Regions from separate parts of the Mus musculus genome. Here all the other regions are linked to region 1. Evidence: chromatin contacts called from public promoter capture Hi-C data. All regions are on one chromosome and are shown on one strand. The core of a region is the stretch at or near the end of the contact, and the rest is flanking DNA. Distances in the headings are between cores, read along the strand shown. Region 1 holds the start of Ndufa3 (NADH:ubiquinone oxidoreductase subunit A3). Region 2 holds the start of Isoc2b (isochorismatase domain containing 2b). Region 3 holds the start of Tmem86b (transmembrane protein 86B).

Region 1 (2,741 bases), core at 173-2,672:
CCTTTTTCTAAATTGGATGTTGAATTCCATATGAACAGATATAGCCCTCAGCCCAGCCAAGGATCCACACACAGGGGAGGGACAGCTCACAGAGAGTCGACAGCTGGAGTATCAGCGACAGGACCATGGTGGGCACTCTCCGTGGAGCTGAGGAAAAGGTTGACCCTGCCTTTTTCACTCTGAGGAAATGAAGCAACACCAGAAAGCCATGTGAGAGTCCTGTTTAGGGAACAGAGGAGTCAGGTGGAGGCTCCTGGGTAACTGTGTCATAGTTTCATTGTCTTGGAAAAAGTTGCAAGATGGAACAGTCATAGCCTCTGGTGTTCTTTAATTTAACTTAAAAGTTGGGGAGGAGGGCTGAGGACGTTGTCGCTAAGTAGAAGACCACTTGCCCAGAGTAGCCTCAGCACTGAGGAGAGAAAGGAAAGGGGCAGGTGGGAGGAAGAAAAATGGAAAAGAGGAAAAAAACAACAACAACAACAAAAAAAACAAAACAAAAAGGTAGAAAGGGAAAAAGAAGCTTGCTGTACAATATGTACTATGCCGGTAACAAGAGAAGGCTCAGACTCCATTACTGCTCTCACTGTCCAGTCCAGATATGTTAATTTTTTTAAGTGATGTGCATTATCTTAGAGGCTCAGGCTTGTAATCTCACCAGCTTGAGAAACCAAGGCAGGAGGCTGTCAAGTTCAAAGATTGCAGGGCCAACTTGAGCCATTTAATGCCCTGTCTCAAAATAAAAAGTAATGAAAGGGCTGAAAAATGTGGCTCAACAATAAAAGATATGCCTAAAATCCACCAGCAGGGACCTGGGATAGTAGAATCTATCAGCAAGTGGACGGAGGAGTGGCTCAATCGGAGATGGGTAGCCTAGCCTGTCCTGGTTTCAGTTTTCAGCACTAAGGGGCAGATGGAGGGAAAAGCCATGATCTGCATGCTAGTAACACAAAGCACAGGCAGTCCTTAATATATTTGGGATTAATTTAGAATTTCCAGAATGAGCTTATGTCTAGATGTGATCTCAATGTAAAGCTGACTTTTTTTTTTTTAAGGTTTATTTATGAGTACACTGTTGCAGTCTTCAGACACACCAGAAGAGGGCGTCAGATCCCATTGCAGATGGTTGTCAGTCACCATGTGGTTACTGGAAATTAAACCTTTGGAAGAGCAGACAGAGCTCTGAGCCATCTCTCCAGCCCAAAGCTGACTTTATTACAGGAGAACGTTATGTTACTTCTCCGATGCATTTGCTGAGTTATAAACTATAAGAAAATGGTGAGGCCAGCAGGTGTTCAAGGTGGTTTAAATCTTTCAGTCCTCTTAAGCCTCACTCCAGAACTACAACTCCCGAAAGGGTCCACGTCCTCGCCCAAGGGGCGGGGCCTCACGCAAGGAGAAGGACCACAACTCCCAGAGAGCTCCGCTCCTTGTCGCCGCCAAGAACAAGATGGCCGGGAGTAAGTACAGGTTTGGAGCTCGCGGGGATCAAGTAGTTCCAGGAAACTGTGGGCTGATCCGTGGCTGAGTCTCAGTGGAGCCTTGGGGACCGGTAATCCGTCCCAGAATAGGGGCGCGGCAGTCACGAGGGTGCAGAGCAGGGGTGATACGAGAGTGTTAGAGGTCACCGCAGTAGTCCCCAAGGGTGACTGTCTTCTCACCTCTCTAGGAATCTCTGCCTTCCTCAAGAATGCCTGGGCGAAGGAGCCGGTGCTGGTGGTGTCCTTCTCTGTCTGGGGCCTCGGTGAGTGCCCCCTTCCCCGGCGCGAAAGTGCATCCTCCACCCGGAAGTCATCAGCATTCCACGGCACAGTTTCATCTCGCATCCCCTTGCCAGCCATATCCTGACATTACTGTCGCTCTTCCCTCACCACACACAAGAGGTGCACATTCAACTCAGTTTGACTCTGTAGGCAGAACTCCTCGGCGAAGTCTGACTTATGCAAATCTCTCAGCAAGCCTCCCACCTTGCAGTGGGACAGGGTTACTCACAGTTCTGATGCATTGAAGCCCGGGAGATGGAGGTGACCTGTTAAATTTTCATTCTGAAAGTCTGGGGTGAGGCCTTGGATTTGGCAGCCATCACAGTACCAAAATTGTCAGTATTGCTGGCCTGGAGTGTGACAGAGAAGTTCTAAAACCCACCACCAGCTATCTACCACCCTGACTTTCAAAGACCTAGAATGCTCTAATGTATGTGGTTTTAATTGATTATATGTTGAAATAGTGATTTAATGTATACTTGGTTCGTTCTTAAAGTTAAAATTACATTTTTTAAGGTGTGTGTGTGTGTGTGTGTGTGTGTGTGTGTGTGTGTTGGCTACCAGTTGGGTTTGGGGGGTCGGAGGACAACTTACTGGAGTCAGTGCTCATTCTGAGTTCCAGTGAGCAGGTAATTTTAACTATTGAGCTCTCTCACCACACTAAGGTTAAAAACTTCCTTGAACTGACTTCTTCTGAATCTTTTCAGTTTTCTTTTTTATAGAGGATACAAATCACTTAGCTCAAGTGGGCCTCAAACTCACAGCAGTCTGCCTTGGGTTCTTATGTGTTGATATCACACGCCTGAGCCACCATCCCTGCATATCTTTATTTTATTTTATTTTAATTATTATTATTATTATTTGGTTTTTCGAGACAGGGTTTCTCTGTGTAGCCCTGGCTGTCCTGGAACTCACTCTGTAGCCCAGGATGGCCTCGAACTCAGAAATCCACCTCTGCCTTCCAAGTGCTGGGATTAAAGG
Region 2 (2,741 bases), core at 170-2,669, 1.2 Mb after region 1:
CACTGTGGATTCTTTGTAGCCAAAAACAACTGCAAGGGAGGTCTCCAACACAGACATTTAAAAAACAAAACAAAACAAAAACAAAAAAAAACCAAACAAAAACCCACAAACAAACAAACCTGCAAGGGAGGTCTCCAACACAGATAAAAAGTGCGCCAGTGAAATGAAAAGCGCAAGAACGGTATGGCAAACTCCCATCTGTGCTCCCTGAATGGCAAATGTAGATTTTTTTTTCCTTAAAAATTTCTATTTATTTATTTAGTTTCTATATGGGAGAGGGTATCCATGCCATGGGGCATATGTGGAGGTCAGAGACAAGCGAAGGAGTCATTTCTCTCTGGATCCCAAATGTGTGTGTTGATCAGATTTACTTTTAATTTTAAAAAAATATTTATTTATCTATTCCCTGTATATGAGTGCTCTGTCTACATGTATGCCTGCATGCCAGAAGAGGGCAGCAGATCCCATTACAGATGGTTGTGAGCCATTCTGGAAGAGGAGCCACTGCTCGTAACTGCTGAGCCATCTCTCCAGCCCGGACTGGGTTTATTATATGAGTGTTTGACCTGAGACTGCATAGCCACATGCATGTAGTGTCTGTGGAGGCTGGAAGAGGTAGTCGGGTCCCCTGAAACTAGATTTAAAGACGGTTGTAAACCACCGTCTGGGTGCTGAGTACCAAACCCAGGTCCTCTACAAGAGAAACCAGAGTTCTTAGCCACTGAGCCATGTCTACTCGCCCCCCCTTCTCTATTCCCCTCATAGGTTTTTAAGGCTTATGTCCCAAGGGCTGGGTTCTTGGCTTGGGAACCCATTTTTGGGAGGCACAGTGTGAAGGAAATGAGCAAGGGGGCTGGATGGAGTTCAGTGGTAGAGAGCACTTGATTTGCCTGGCTTTCATGACAGCCAGGCTCAGTTCGCCAGATTTGATCGAGATGGACTGGGGACACAGATGGGAGAGGATCCACGATGCTTTAGGGAGAGCGATACAGAGGAGCACGTAATTGTGAGAGAAGCGGGGACCACAACTCCTGGAACCAGGAATTTCAGGCTGTGTGACCCTGGGTGAGTTTCCCTTCCTCTCTGGGTCTCTTTTTTTCTCCAGGGTTAGCTCACTGGCGGGGTTGATGCAAAATTTGTCTCTAGAGAGGGTTGGGGACTCTCCCCGCGGGTCTATCCTGAGACCAAATGGAATGCCATTCCAACCCCCGAACCCGACACCCTGCAAAGCTTCCGTTTCCCGGTCTGAATGACGGGATGGTGGGTTTGCAAACAGCCAGCAAGTAACGAACCGGACTTACTCGAAGGTCCCAGGTTCGAGTTCGGGCCCCTTTTCCAAGAAGTCCCGTGACCTTTTCCCCGCTGGATTCCCACTGACCCCGTACTGGGCCTCCTTTTTGCCCTTTGTAGACACGTAGTCAGAGCCGCGGGTCTACACCCCCGCGCCGAGCCAACCAATCGGCGTTCGCCTCACTCTGTTCTACTCCATCCTGTTAATTCGATTGGTCTGAAGAAACTGGAGCAGGCGGAGAGACAGAGGGTAGGACCAATGAAAATCCACGGAGGGAGGGCCTTGGCTGAGAGCTCGGCTTCTAACCCGGAAGGAGGGTGAAGAACGACCAGAGAGCTAGAGGCTCAATCTTGGCTAGTGTAGGGTTCATGGCACCATCCACTCCATCCGGGGCGACCGGGGAGAGGTGATGCTTTCTGTAACCTAGCTCTAGGAAGGCTGAAGCACGAGTATCGCCAGTTCGAGACTAGCCGGGACTGCGTGGTGAGACCCTGTCAACCAAAACAACAGCCGGGCATGGTGGCGCAAATGTTTAGTTCCAGTAATCATCATAAACCGATGATTTAGTTAATGGTTTAGTTCCAGTACTCAGGAGGCAGAGGCAGGCATAATTCTGACTCTACAACGCGAATTCCAGAATAGCCAGTACAACACGGAAGTAAGTCCTGTCTCGAAAACCCGAAAGTCAAACTAAGAAAACAAAAGAACAAGCCTCGTAAGACATTTTCCCCCACTGCTTGCCAGTTAGCTTTTTCTCCAGGAATTCAGGACTTGTCTCCTTGGGTGGTCTATATAGAAAACTGACTCTGTACTTAGAAGTGGGGGTTAAGAGAGAGAGGATTACTTCATCCAGATATATAAACCTGGTATGGTGGCTCAGGGCCGGTAATCCCAGCGTTCTAGAAGCTGAGGCCTTGAGTTCAATGAATAAGAAAACAAAAGCTGATTACGGTGGCTTAATACCCATGACCCCAAGTACTCAGAAGTGGAGACAGGAGGATTTCTTCACCTTGAAGTTATGAGAAAAGGGCTAGGCATGGTGGCTAACGAGGACTGTAAACCCAGCACTTGGGAGGCTGAGTGTGGGTGAGGATCTTTTGGGGGAGAGATATATATATACACAGAGTTCCAGGTTAGCCTGGGCCACAGAGTGTGACACTGTCGAACAAAGAAAAAGAAATAAGGCTGGAACTGTAGCTCAGGTGGCAGAGTCCTTGCCTGGCATGAATAAAGCCTTCGCTTTAGTGCCCAGCACTGTATGCATGGGGGTGGGGTGAGGGTGGGAGAGATGGGGGATGGGATGGGACTGGGAAGGCAACCGGCAGAGGTTCAAAGTTGGTCTCCCCAGAACAGTGAACTCAAGTGCATCCTGAAACTGAGCCTCAAAAACAAAATGAGCTGAACAAAGATTAAAAACAACAAGCCAGACAGTGGTGGAGGCTCACAGTCG
Region 3 (2,741 bases), core at 85-2,584, 1.0 Mb after region 1:
ATGGCCACACTTCCCATCTACACAGCTACATATCCTTATTCCTGTAATCCTAGCCCTTGAGAAAACTAAGGCAGGAGGATCCAACATTTGAGGCCATTCAGACCAGCCCTCATATATAGACATCTCAAAAATGACTCCTTACCTCCCCCACCCACCTCAGTCATGCTACACCTTAATTTTCTCCACACCACCCCTTCCAACCAGGTAATCCCACATCTTCCAACCAGTCTGACTCCAAGCCCCTGGCTGAACTGTGAGCTATGCTGTCACCCATCACTGCCTTCTGGCACCTCTGGATAACCCAGAGGACCTAGGGAGGGAGGGCTCCATATAATGAAAAGCTGTGTCCCAGTACTGACTCAACTCCACAAGAACCCTAGGTGTGTTGTCATAGAAGCCCCTGCTCACCATAAAAGAAAGCTTCAGGCCAGATGAGGCAGGCATCTCCCACAGCAGAACATACAAGAGCTCCCTGCAGGAGCCAGGTGCTGCTCCCACCAGGGGCCACAGCCCACAGGAACACAACCAGGCAGAGAATGGGCTGGCACTTGATCAGGGCACTGACCCAAGATGGCTGGTCCACAGGAATCCAGAGGAGGAAGTAAAGGGAGCAGGCAAGGATGAAGGGGGCCAGCCACCTGCGGACCTGTGGGTACTTCAAGAGAGCGAAGCTTCTCAGCCTCCCTCCCATTCGCAGCCAGTCCTGGGGGAGGGGTCACTGCAAGGCACTGTAGGAAATGTCTAATTCCAGTACTTAGCAGGTGGAAACGGGAGGCTGTTGATTTCAAAACCTGTCTAGGATACCCAGTGAGAACCTATTTTAACGGCCATCCCCCACACCACCCTCATGCCAGGACCCAAGCATGTCCAGGTTGGACTTTCGGGACTAGGATCTTTAGCCACCTTGAGAACCTTTTCATTCCTATCTCCTGCAAGGACAAAACCACGATACCTTAGAACCCAGCCTCCTGGAAGGACAGGGCATCCCCACCAACTCACCAAGCATAGAGAATCACAGGCCCCAGTACTGCCCATGTTCCCAGACCTGCCCATCCCCACCTTACAGGTTCTCACTTGGTCTGAAAAGAGTGTCTCCAGGGGCAGCCCCTCTTTTCTAGCATCCATGCTGAGTTGCTTCTCTTTAGGAGCCAGTGGCTTCAGAGGGCAGAGGGAAGTCTTGTGGTTACACATTAACCCAAGTGTCCTGTGGACTCTGGGGCTGATAACAGGGCTCACGCAAGGCCTGCTCTTGTCTGGCACTTGCTGATAAGGTACCCATCAGGCACCAAGGGCCACCCCCCAGCACTTAGAAACCTGGCCACCACCTCCAAAAGTGAGCCCCCTCCCCCAAAGTGGAACTCCCATTGTCTCACACCCAGCCAATTATAAGGAACAATGCAAAGTTCCACAGAGGGGTAGCCCTACAACCAACCCTGGAAAACAGGGGTCCTGCCACAAACACTGGTTAAATAAATCCTGCATTGTGCCTGAAGTCATTCAAACATTCCCTGGAAGGAAGGACGACCACACCACTGTACACTCATGTTCTGCAGCCTTCCCATGAACAAGATAGGGACCTACTGGATGCCAAGAAACTACTAGGTTCCTCAACCATCCCCCTTAGGGATGCTTCATTGTATGTCCATTCTCAAGGGAGCTTCCTGTCTCCTAATCTCTCCCACACCTTTGGTTTTTTGTTTTTGGTTTTTTAGATTTATTTATTTATTATATGTAAGTACACTGTCGCTGTCCTCAGACACTCCAGAAGAGGGAGTCAGATCTCGTTACGAATGGTTGTGAGCCACCATGTGGTTGCTGGGATTTGAACTCCTGACCTTTGGAAGAGCAGTCGGGTGCTCTTACCCACTGAGCCATCTCACCAGCCCCCACACCTTTGTTTTTGAGACAGGGTTTCTCTGCCCAGCCCTGGCTGTCCTGGAACTCAGTTTGTAGACATGGCTGGGCTTGAACTCACACAGATCCACCTGCCTCTGCCTCTGCCACCACCACATGCCTGGTGCCTCCTATCCCCGTAATGGCAGGACGCTCAGCTCCAAAGTCCAGGGACCTCTTGCTCCTTTTAGCAGGCCTGTTAGAGGATAGAGCTGAGTCAGCACAGCCCTAACTGATCTGCATTTTGGAACAGGGCCACGGAGGTACACATATCAGGATGAGAGCGCCCCAGAGTGCTAACTCCTGATGTTCTGCCTGATGTCTAAGTATTCCCCATCCCCTACACCCACACACACTCTCACAAGTGTGGTCCTAAGAGAATGTAGCTCTCTAGGCTATGAAGAGCAAGTTCACCCAACTCTGAGTCCCAGAACTCACAGTCCCACAGCAGGAATGTTCTGCTATCTTCCTTTATTTATATCTGCAGTATGAAACACAAGCTCTGCACACATACTTGCACACTCACACCAGCCTTGGGGGGGGCAGGGGGAGCTGGGACAAGGCCACTTGGCAGCAGTGCTGGAACCCTCAGGGCATGGGGTACCCAGCAACCCCCATTCTGGGCCTCTAGGGATGTTCCCCAGGGCCAGGGGCCGGATGACACCCTCTGTTACACCCCAAGGTGGTCCTGAGTGAAGCTGGGTAAGAGCATCTGCACCAGAGCACAGGCCAGCGGCCTCCAACCCCAGCGCCAGCCCCTACTGGGACAGACGGGGAAGGTGTGCTTCAGAGCTGCTGGCCCAGTTATTGTCCTGGCTTTCTTTCTTACTCCTCCCTCAACATATATA

What was found. Promoter capture Hi-C pulls out the DNA fragments that hold promoters and counts their contacts.
Region 2: a promoter capture Hi-C map of liver shows a contact between it and region 1, with 6 times the contacts expected there. The contact joins the promoter of Isoc2b here to the promoter of Ndufa3 in region 1. A contact is called at or near these places in 8 of 39 promoter capture datasets (the 3T3-L1 cell line, cranial neural crest, erythroid cells and 4 more), 1 of 115 datasets of contacts at active chromatin or transcription factors (embryonic forebrain) and 1 of 9 other capture datasets (liver).
Region 3: a promoter capture Hi-C map of liver shows a contact between it and region 1, with 3 times the contacts expected there. The contact joins the promoter of Tmem86b here to the promoter of Ndufa3 in region 1. A contact is called at or near these places in 7 of 39 promoter capture datasets (the HPC-7 cell line, hippocampal neurons, liver and 2 more).

What each region holds. Positions count from the first base shown.
Region 1 is chr7:3,615,951-3,618,691 of GRCm38.p6, forward strand. Ndufa3 (NADH:ubiquinone oxidoreductase subunit A3) reads left to right here and starts at 1,423. Exons shown (of 4, transcript NM_025348.3): 1 at 1,423-1,457; 2 at 1,667-1,741. The coding sequence starts at 1,448. It overlaps Oscar (osteoclast associated receptor), which reads right to left and starts at 207. Exons shown (of 5, transcript NM_001290377.1): 1 at 91-207. The coding sequence starts at 127.
Region 2 is chr7:4,864,760-4,867,500 of GRCm38.p6, forward strand. Isoc2b (isochorismatase domain containing 2b) reads right to left here and starts at 1,420. Exons shown (of 6, transcript NM_026158.2): 1 at 1,302-1,420.
Region 3 is chr7:4,629,148-4,631,888 of GRCm38.p6, forward strand. It overlaps Tmem86b (transmembrane protein 86B), which reads right to left and starts at 1,335. Exons shown (of 3, transcript NM_023440.3): 1 at 1,075-1,335; 2 at 409-655. The coding sequence starts at 1,125. It overlaps Ppp6r1 (protein phosphatase 6, regulatory subunit 1), which reads right to left. Exons shown (of 24, transcript NM_172894.2): 24 at 2,348-2,741.